Regions from separate parts of the Mus musculus genome. Here region 2 is linked to region 1. Evidence: chromatin contacts called from public HiChIP or PLAC-seq data. All regions are on one chromosome and are shown on one strand. Each heading gives the region's core, a stretch centred on a gene start, on an enhancer-like site or on the middle of the called end of the contact. The rest is flanking DNA. Distances are from core to core; before and after follow the strand shown.

Region 1 (5,263 bases), core at 755-3,254:
GCCTGGCCTTCCTCATCCATACAGTTGGATGGAGGCTTGATGGAAGTGGAATGGTTTAACATGCCCTCATTCGTAAGTATGGCAGTTGACCAGCTTTCAGTCCTGGTACCTCTCCAGAAACTTTGAACCTTTTCACATGGTGGCAACATTTTAACAACGCAGGCCTTAATGTACAAGTGCTTTGAAAGCCTAGCTGCGCATCACACTTGCAGACATCTCATTGGCCAAAGCAAATCACACAGCCAAGTCCCGAGCTGGCAGGGAATTAGACTACCCAAAAATATGGATTCAAAGATTCATGATTCATTGGGAGCCTTCCACATCACCCATAATTATGTATTATGTTTTAGAGATATGTACTACAGGTGAAGAATAAATACAGAACATGTACTTAAATTAAAAAACACCAAAGCCTGGTGACCTCTGGGGAGGGAGAGGGAAGAGGGGCCAGAAACCTAAGTGCACATGCAACATTATGTTTTTGTGCTGCTGGAAATTGAACCTAGAGCCTTGCACATGCTAGGCAAGTATTTTACCATCAAGTACATCTGAAGCATCAATGATGTTTTATTTTAATTAAAAATAGAAACGAGTGCCTGGAGAGATGGCTCGGTGATTAAGAACACTGGCTGCTTTTTCAGAGGAGCTGTTCAGAGGACCTGTGTTCAGTTCCTAGCACTGACATGGTAGCTTACAAGTTAACTTGCTTTGTCAGCATTTAGTGCTTAGAAGTGAGTGAATATTGAAAGGATACCGCTGGCAGAGGAAAAAGCAAGGCAGCAAACAGATACTGGCTGAGAAAGGTTTTAGAATTTGCTTATATGATGAACATTTATCAGACACCTATAATGTACTAAATGCATTAGGATGCAAACATTACTAAGACTTTGTTTCTTTACCCCGTGTCTTACACTATAGTGGGGGTTGATACCATATAAATAGAAGTAGTACATTCTCAGCTGCAATGTAACTCAGTGGAAGAGTATTTGCTTAGCACACACAAGGCCCTGATTCTGATCCCTAGCATCGTAAAAAGGAGGTGGGGGAAAGAGATACTATGCCCTAGTGTGTAACTCATGGCAGGGAATCGAACAGAGTGCTGTAGGAATGTAAAGAACAGAGTAATAGACTGTAAATAGTGCACATTTCCTGTAGCAAGCTAGTTAAAGGTTCAGGCTTTGAAAATATATATAAAAATTCTTCCACCTACTAGATAGAAACTTAATTAACCCTTTCACTATTTGTTTTCATTTGTAAAATGGCCAGCATGGTAGTTACCTCACAGTATTGATTGAAGATTAAACAAGTTAATGAACATACTTTGTTTAGCAAAACTGCTTGATGACAGCTAAGGTGTTTGTCAAGAAGGCACACATTTAAGGATGAGGAGTGACAAAATAAGGAGATAATTCTAAGAGGAGGGAATGCAGTATGTGAAGACAGGAAGACATACGCGAGCATAGTCAATACTGGAGAAGTTGTTATTCTGAGACTGAGAGCCATTATGCTTGAAACTCACAGACACAGCTGAATCCTAATATGCTAAACCAAGGAGTCTGTATTCTGGCGGGCACTCAGAATTCAGAAGCGTGGATTTGGTTTTGTTTTGTAATGAATAAATCAAAGATAATTTTGAACGCAGTTGTGGAAGTAGAACTGGCTTGGAATGGGAGAAGATTGATGGGTAGGGCTACTAGTTAGCAGGTGTCCAAGCTAACAGCTTTAACCAGGGGATATGCCAAGCTTGACAGAATGACACGGGATACAATATTTAGGACAGTCTGCTAATTTGTTGCATGTACAGGGTTAGAGAAAGGAGGTTGAGCCAAAACCCAAAGTTTTTAGTTTGGGAATCAAGCCTGGGGGAAAAAAAGGAATATAAATTAGAAAGCCAATGGATTGTGGCTAGAGAGAAGACAAATCTGATCTTAGACCTGTGGCACTTAAGTCACCTTTGCAGCCTGTAGGTCAAGATGCTTAACAGTTATTTGGAAATGTCTGGGAGTTACGCAAGAGTTTGGGGCTCTGGTTTCAAATTTTGCAATCCATCAGTGTTAGATGGCAGTTGAAGCTGTGTAAGCAGTTGAACTTTGTTCCAGGTTGTTGGAGAAGAGAAGAAACACTAGGGCATAATCCTGGCAAATCCCAATGAGTAAGAGTTGAACGGAGACACTCTGACTGGAAAAGAAGAGAGAGATAGGAGAATGAGGAGACAGTAAGAACTTTGGGAAACAAGATCAACCAGTTGCCTTAGACTATAAATGTGGGCCAATGAGTTCAGCCCCTGGTATGTCAGCCTCCCTCCTTCCTTCCCTCCCTCTCCCCTCCCCTCCCCTCTGAATTTTTTAGACAGGGTCTAGCCCAACCTAGAACTTAAAATGATCTTCTAGCCCCAAGTGCTAAGATTACAGGTTTGTATCTGCCACCACATCTGGCTTCTATTATAGTTTGATAATATTATAGCAGAAGCCAGAGTGCAGTGAAGTGACTCAATGGAAAGGGGAAAGGACAGATGGTAGGAAAGGAGAGTGGCTGTAGACTAGTCACTCCACCCATCTATCTGACTGTGAAGGGAAGGAGGGAAAAAGGATAGTTTGAAGTGAGATTAGTGTGGAAATCACATGTTAAGTTTTGAATGGGAAGATGTTAAGTATGTCTGTAGTGTGGAATGAAGTGTCACAGAGAGAAATGGGATGCTGGGTGGAATCCAAGTCTACAAAGACAATTCCTAATAGATTCTTCTAGAGATCACCACGAGTAAATCAGTTTAGATTGTTCAGAGTGCAGTGAGACCAGGAAGTAGGCAAGCGGGAAGGGGGTACATGGAGACAAAGACAAAGCTCCTGCTTATGCGGTCCCTTCACACTCTACAGAATACTTCTGGTGCACGATGTGAAGACCTTCTTGTGTCCTAAAAGATGTTTATTTCCATGACTAGTGGAAAATACAGCTATGTTGTGTACCATTAAAAAAAACACCCATCTTTTGGATAACTGACTTGTAATAGTTATCACATTTATGTTCCAGATTTTAGGAAACGTAAACAAACAGTAAAGACTCCAACTGTCGTTGGCAGGCCTGTAATCCCAGCACTTGAGAGGCAAAGACAGGTGGGTTGGCTTTGAGAAAATCCTGCCACAAAAGAAAAAGGGGGGGAGGGGAGAAAGACTGCAATTTGCTTCCCCGCTAAAGCTCACACAGCTTGTTTGATGTCCCCAACAGGAGATTTCTCATTGCTGACATCATTTACCATGGGAATCACCCCGAGGGGGCTCACATTTTTATATTCCGTCCATCTAGGTTTGAAAACATAAGCATAGATAACTGTTTCTAGGATTTATTTATTTTTCTTGCTACTCCATATTAGTGTAGAATAGTTTTTGCAGGGAGCTGGTTACTGAATGGCATGCGGCTTTGCTTGGTGCTCTAATGAGTGTGGCAGAAATCTGAGAACTTGGAAAGGGAATCGCTTACTAAAATTTTACTGTCACGGGAGAGCTGAGATTATCTGTAGACAACGTTACAGTTTTATTTGACGAATGTTCTTTGACAATTTCATACACAAACACAATACATTCTGATTACACTCCTCCCCCCCTTATCTCTCTCCCACCCTTGTCAATAGCCCCACTTGAATCCTATCAGTCCCTTTCCCAGAATCATGACTTTTTGTTTTGTTTTATGACCCATTTTATTTAACCAAGGCCATCTTTGTAAGACCGTTGAATTGGAACTATGCATTCAACCAGGCAAAGTCGTCACTGGGTACACAATTTAAGGCTATGATGCCCCCTCTCCCTGAATTTATTGTTAGCAAGTAGCTCAGCAGTGAGGGGTAGGACACGGAAAACAAGCTAAAGTGTAACTCTAGACTTAGAAATTTAGTTAAAAAAAAAAACATTTATTTCTGGGCCAGTCATGGGAGCACATGACTTTAATTCCAGCAGAGGCAGGTAGATCTCTGTGAGTTCAAAGCCAGTCTGGTCTATATAGTCAGTTCTAGACCAGCCAGGGCTACATAGTGAGATCCTGTCTCAAAACCAATCCCATCAGGCTAGAGAGTTGGCTCAGTGGTTTATAGCACTTGTTGGAAAGGACCCAGATTTAATTCCCAGCACTCACATGGAAGCTCACCACCTCCTCAAGCACCGGTGTATGTGGTTGATAGATTCATGAAAGGCAAAACACTCATACACATAAAATAATAATAAAAAAATCTAAAAAAACCCAATCACATATTTATTTATGTATATTTTTCCCATGTATGAGTATTTGGCTTGCATGTATGTATATGCCCCATGAGCATGCCTTGTGCCTTCAGAGGTTAAAGAAGGTGTTGGATCCCCTGCAACTGGAGACAGTTGTGAGCTGCATGTGGAGCTGGATTTGAACCTGGGTCCTCAGCAAGAATAACAAGTGCTCTTAACCACTGAACCATCTCTCCCATATTTATCGATAGATTGTGTGTGTGTGTGTGTGTGTGTGTGTGGTGAGGACGAGTTCATATGCTATGGCATGTATGCAGCAATCAGAGAACAGTTCCTGGGAAATGGTTCTCTCCCAATACCGTGTGGGTTTTAGGGATCAAACTCAGGTCCTTGGGCTTGCTGTGAATGCCCTAACCTGATGAGCCATGTCAACAGCTCTGTCCATTTTTGATGCAGCCTCACTGAGTAGTCCAGGTTGGTCTGAAGCTTATAATCCTTTTGCCTCAACTTCTAAATTACAAGCTCATGCTACCACTCCTGTGTATTACAAAAAAAGTATTTAGAAATAATTTCATGTCCATATATATAGGTATTTATTCAATTTTTATGGTAATATAACATTGACTAATTTTTCAACTTGTAGAAATTTTGTGGCTGTCCTGGTAAGGACATGCAACACGGTCCGTTGTGGTACTGCTGGTAGTCAATACCGAGCACTAGACCGTTTTCATCATTCTTAATACACTCCTGCATTCGATCAGGTGGGAGAGAAGATAACTGCAAAGCTTTTACAGTCCAACAGTCACTTCCCAGCTCCTCGCAGCTCTAGAAACTACTACTCTACTTTTTGAGTACAGGAGGCAGAGGCAGGAGTTTGGAGTGCTGGGGATTACAACTGGGTGTTGCCATAGTTGGTAATCTTTACTTTCAAAGGATAATTTCAATAGATACAGAAGTCTTTGGTGATATGTTCTTTTTTCAATATATTAAATATCCCAGTGCCTGGTTCTGAGAAGTCTGATATAATTTTAATCCTTGCTGCTTTGTGGATAAGG
Region 2 (5,263 bases), core at 1,162-3,661, 120 kb before region 1:
TATTTTCTCAAAACACTCAAGCACCCAAGTCAGGAACTCATGTCTGTCCAGCATTCCATCCTATGGATAGCAGGGAACTATTAGAGGTAAGGCAGATAAAGTAAATGGAAGAATGAAGAGAGCTATACCAGGGGCAAGGTAAAAGGCAAATTCCATTCTATTCCAACAGGACAGGATAAGGTGCAACTCAATGCCATGTACAACATGCCCTTGCTCCTACCTGAAACATGAACAAGGCGAGCTTCTCATTGTAATCCCACTGCCTGATGGCCATCTCTACATCATGGGGCAAAGGCCCTATAGTAGAACCACAGCCTCCACTTCCTGCAGGCCCTGGCCGATAGTACTCAGCCATCTTCTGTAGCTGCTCCCACAAGTACTTTGTGATGATTTGAGTCCATTCTAAAGAAAATACGGAAAGGGAACTATATGATACTATTCTTAAGCTTAGAATACTCTATCCCCTGCCTCCACCCACAATCACCAGAGTTCCAAGCTCTATTCATCCTCTTAGCCTGTAGACAAATGCCACCTCCTTAAAGCAATCATTACATCCACTGAAGTCTCAAAGAACCTTCTGTCTACTCTTTTGATGTTTACCACTTTCTATATTTAATTATGCTACATATGCCTTAGCATCTCCACTAAGATCTAAAGAGCAGAAATTATATGCTGGTCATCTTTACAGCCCAGTACCTGAACACAGCAGATACTCAAATTACTCCATGCTTACCAATTTCGTGCACATAAGATTCATGCAGAAGCAAGGAATAGACTAGGAAGATTTATTCTAAGGCTCCATCACTCCTTGAAGCCATCAGTGGTATACCAGGTGTACAGAGTTACTTACCAGTGAAGGGGTCAGCAGTATTTTTCTTCTTAACCTTAGTCTCAGACATTGCTGCATAGTAGGCACAAGTCATCTTAATGAGCCAGGCAGCCCGCATCACAGGCACCGTGTATTTGGCCAAATACCCAAATACTTCTTCCTTTTTACTGAAAATGGGGACCTGGATGGGCATCACAAACAGCAATGTCTCTAATTACTCCAGGGAGCTGACACCACATAGCTACATCTTAGAATATAGGTAGACACATTCCCCACCTTGACCTTAAGAACAGGAAAAGAGTACTTCACCTTTTTGGCTAGGTGTGTGAGTGGTTTGGTGCCAGCCAGGTCAGTGAACCAGGTGTTAATAGCACTCTGAGATCTTGCAGTCACCAGCCAGAAGTTGTCCTTCTGGTTCATTAGGGACTTCCTGCGACCAGTGTCAGAGAGAGTATTACACCTTAACTTCTCTGCGATGATGCTGCTGAAGTTGGAACTGATCTAAAGGGGGAAAAGTAGACCTCAGGGTAGGAAGACTGTGAAAATGCCAATGTGCTAGCACTGAGTTATAAACTCTGCCACCTAGGTTGTCCCTTTCAGTTTGCCCAACCCGGAGCTTTTGCTCCTCAGATTCTTCCAGCCTTTTCCTTCAGCCTGGCAGGGTTGTCTCACCTTGGCAGGATTGAAGTTGACGTTCTTGGCACTGCCATGTTCGTCCCCAGAGACAGCAGGCTGGTTATTGAAACCTTGTTTTACATTCAAAGCCGTCAGTTCATCCTGAGGCAGAAAAACAGCATTTTTAGCTCACCCTCATTCACCTTATAGAAGAGGTTGTAAGAGAGGGCAGAGGAAAAGGTAACAAGGGAGCCAGGGAGGAGGAGGAGGAGGAGGAGGAGGAGGATTCTGACTAGAAGAGGTTGTTATTTAAAGCCCAGCCCTTATGTTCATTTGGACCCCACCCTCACCCCCACAGTCAATGAGACTCCCACATCCCCCAGAGCGACCTCAACATCACTCTTCCCTTACCGGCACCTCACCAAGCTGGCCCTAACAACTTTCTGAGGTTTGTGTGTGAGCGCCCGAGTGAGTGTGGAGGGGGGCACCTCTGGCATGGCTCCTGAACCCACGAGCTCCTCAACCGGAACTGCTGGCAGACCCTACTCTCCAGCAGGGCACCAGTCCACTCTACTCTTCCCCCTGTTGGGACTTTTTCTCTCACCTAACCTCATCCCCCCTTGCCCTCAACTGTCAGTGTCTCTTCCCTCACGAAACACCTGCCCGGACCCCGCGGGAACCGGGAATTGTGAACGCACCTCCTTCTGTTTGGGATCTTGAGGGTACACATCGGGAGGCCCCAGCCGCAGCCGCTTCAGGGGTCGGTGTTCATAGCTCAAGATCCCGAAAGCCGCCATCTTGCCCAGCCCGTACCGCCTGAGGCGCCTGCAGGGCCAGGCGAGGTGGGGAGGGAAGGGGCGGAGGGCCGAGGACGGGAGGGAGCACGGGGACAGCGAGCCGGGCGGCGGTAGAGAGGACCGAGGCCGAGAGAAGGGGGGTGGCGGAGGCGGGGCACGTTAGAAACTCTCGATTACTGCCGGAAACTGCCGAGGGACGCTGGGTACCGTCGGACAATACTGACTGCAGAGTGGGTGGGGCCTCGCCGGCGCGGGGCGGAGCCCCACAGCCCGGGAGCTTTGGGCCCTAGGAGGGAAAGTCAATTTCACACACTAGAAATCCACCGGCGTGGCCGGGGCTGGAGGCGCAGACCTGGAATAGGGAAGGCAGCCGCGGCGCTGAGCTCTCTCGCTGGAACTGGCTTCCCGTGGCCTCGCTCAGTTCTTGGCCTAAAATAAGTGCTCGGGAATTTTTAGTTTAGTTAATAACTGCGTCTTTTACTGATCACTTCGTTTCTTGGTTCTCACATCTGGATAATGGGCATGCTAAACTTCCTTCAAAGGACAGTTGTAAAGATTAGAAACTACTATTGTTTTAAGAAAGCACCTCTGATCTGATACAAAAGATCCGGTCTAGCCAGGCGCAGGCCTTTAACCCCTGCAGAGGCAGAGACAGACGGATCTCTGTGAAGTGCTTGCCTTACACAAAAAGAAAGCAACTGTAAAACTGAAGTGCTTATAATCTCTCCAGGTGGTTACAGGCCCTCTGCACCACAACCCCCTAACCCTTTGTTGTTGTTGTTAACCCTTAACCTGGCGGTGCACACCTTTAGTCCCAGCAGAAGAAAGCAGATCTCTGTGAATTCAAGGCCAGCCTGGTTTACACAATGACTTCCAGAACAGCCAAGTCCATGTATGAACTGTGTAACCCTGTCTCAACAACAACAACAACAAAACCAAAGAAACAAACAAAAAGTAGCCAGATTGATGGCAAACACCTTTAGTCCTAGCAACTAGAGAGGCAGGAGCAGGAGTATCTGAGTTCAAGGCCAGCCTGGTCTACACACTGAGCTCCAGAACAGCCAGAATTACATAGCGCCCTTGTCTCAAAAGAAAAAAAACCACAGGGTTTGGGGATTTACCTCAATGGTAGAGCACTTGCCTAGCAAATACAAGACCCTGGGTACCCGTCCTCAGCTCTGGAAGGAAAAAAACAAACCAAAAAAAAAAAAAAATGCCAACGTGTCATCAGAGTCAGATGTGGTGGGGCAAGCAGGTCATCCAGAGCAACAGTGACTGACACATACCCTGTCTCAAAAAGAAATCCATTGACACTTACATTATGTGTGTCACACACCTGTAATTCCCACAGCTCGGGAGATTGGCAAAAGGATAACAAGTTACTTCCAGCCCAAATTACATAGACACACACACACACATACACACACCTCTTTTCTGAGACAAGGTCATCTCATCATGTAATCGCAGGTGGCCTAAAACTTTCCATATAGCCCACGCTGGCCTAGAACTCACAGAAAGCTCAGTGAGCCATCTGCCTCCTAAAGCTTCCAGGCCGGATCAAAAGGAAAAGGGAGGAGGAGCAGGAGGAGGAAGAAACAGGAATCTTCACAGAATAGTAGTTATACAAATTGTCAGATATTTTCTATCATGAAGCTTTGTATATCTGAACTCCAACTTATGAACCTTCACAATAGGGCCAGGCAGAAGGCAGAAGATGCTTGCTTGCCATTGTACCTGATTACCAGGATAGAATCTTCCGGTTTCACATGATGAAAGCAGAGAACTGACTTTTGCAAACTCTCCTCTGAGCACCGTGTACATGCATGGAACAAACAAACAAATAAATAAAATGTACAAACGACTCTTTCTCAGACTTAGTGGCAAAGGGCACTAACCCGGCACTCCTGTGACAGAAGTCGGCAGTCTCTTTGACTTCCAGAACAGCCAGGACTACACAGTGAGATCTTGTCTCAATAAATAAATAATCTAAAAAAAAGAGGAGCTGCAGAGATGGCTCAGGGATTAGGAGCACTGCCTGTTCTTCCAGAGGACCAAGGGTCATTTCCAAGCACTCACATAATGGCTAACAATAGTATGTAAGTCCCCTGCCTGAGGTTCTGATGCCTTCTTCTGAGTTCCTCTGGCACAGGGCATGACATGTACTGTGTAGATTTACATGGAGGCAAAATGCTCAAACAAATAAAATAAAAATTAGCTGGGTGATGGTCGCACACACGTTTAGTCGCATCATCCAGGAGACGGAAGCAATCAGATCTCTGTGAGTTCAAGGCCAGCCTGGTCTACAGAATGAATTTCAGGACAGCCACAATTACACGGAGAAACCCTGTCCCCAAAAACTAAATAAATAAATTAAATAAATAAATAAATAAATAAAAGCCACAAATTCATAAATCTGGGTCTGGAGAGATGGTTCAGTGCTTAAGAATATTTGTGGCTTCTCCAGAAGACCCGAGTTAGCCTCTCATCACAAACATGGTAGCTCAAAACCATCTGTAGCTTCAACTCCAAAGGGTCTAATGCCCTCTTCTCACCCCCACAGGTACCAGGCATACATGTAGTACTCATAAGAACATGCAAACATGCCGGGCAGTGGTGGCACATGCCTTTAATCCCAGCACTTGGGAGGCAGAGGCAGGTGGATTTCTGAGTTTGAAGCCAGTCTGGTCTACAGAGTGAGTTCCAGGAAAGCCAGGGCTACACAGAGAAACCCTGTCTCGAAAAAATAAATAAATAAATAAATAATGAAGAAAAAGAAAAAGAACATGCAAACAAAAACTCGTGTGCTTTAAAATAAATAAATCTAAAAAACTTTAGTCTTTTTAAAATTAAAAATAAATTTAAGAAGTCCCTTTGCTATATAGTAAGAAGCACTCACTGTGTCACATGCTTTAGGTGTTACAATTTAGAGACTATTAGTGTTTGCATTTTCTGAATGAGGAAGCTAATTTTGTTTGCTTTTTAGTTAGTTTGTTTGTTTGAGAAAGGTTCTCTCCATGTAGTC

The links. HiChIP or PLAC-seq counts read pairs in DNA pulled down with a chosen protein or histone mark.
Region 2: an H3K27ac HiChIP or PLAC-seq map of acute myeloid leukemia shows a contact between it and region 1, with 3 times the contacts expected there. The contact joins the promoter of Med12 here to the enhancer-like site in region 1. A contact is called at or near these places in 16 of 39 promoter capture datasets (the C10 cell line, the HPC-7 cell line, cranial neural crest and 10 more), 1 of 484 Hi-C or Micro-C datasets (primitive type A spermatogonia), 8 of 115 datasets of contacts at active chromatin or transcription factors (the 230-238 cell line, acute myeloid leukemia, effector CD8 T cells and 4 more) and 4 of 9 other capture datasets (adipose tissue, liver, macrophages and 1 more).

Annotation. Positions count from the first base shown.
Region 1 is chrX:101,154,437-101,159,699 of GRCm38.p6, reverse strand. It overlaps a transcript of Snx12 not described here. Among named protein-coding and RNA genes, the nearest start is that of Gm24061, 16 kb to the right of the region's middle. Within about 2 kb of position 2,004, at least 8 of the 459 cell types and tissues checked have an H3K27ac peak or open chromatin away from gene starts, as enhancers often do. A contact at or near this core is called in acute myeloid leukemia, where this site is marked.
Region 2 is chrX:101,271,239-101,276,501 of GRCm38.p6, reverse strand. Med12 (mediator complex subunit 12) reads right to left here and starts at 2,411. Exons shown (of 45, transcript NM_021521.2): 1 at 2,143-2,411; 2 at 1,502-1,606; 3 at 1,139-1,330; 4 at 851-1,010; 5 at 221-402; 6 at 1-60. The coding sequence starts at 2,241.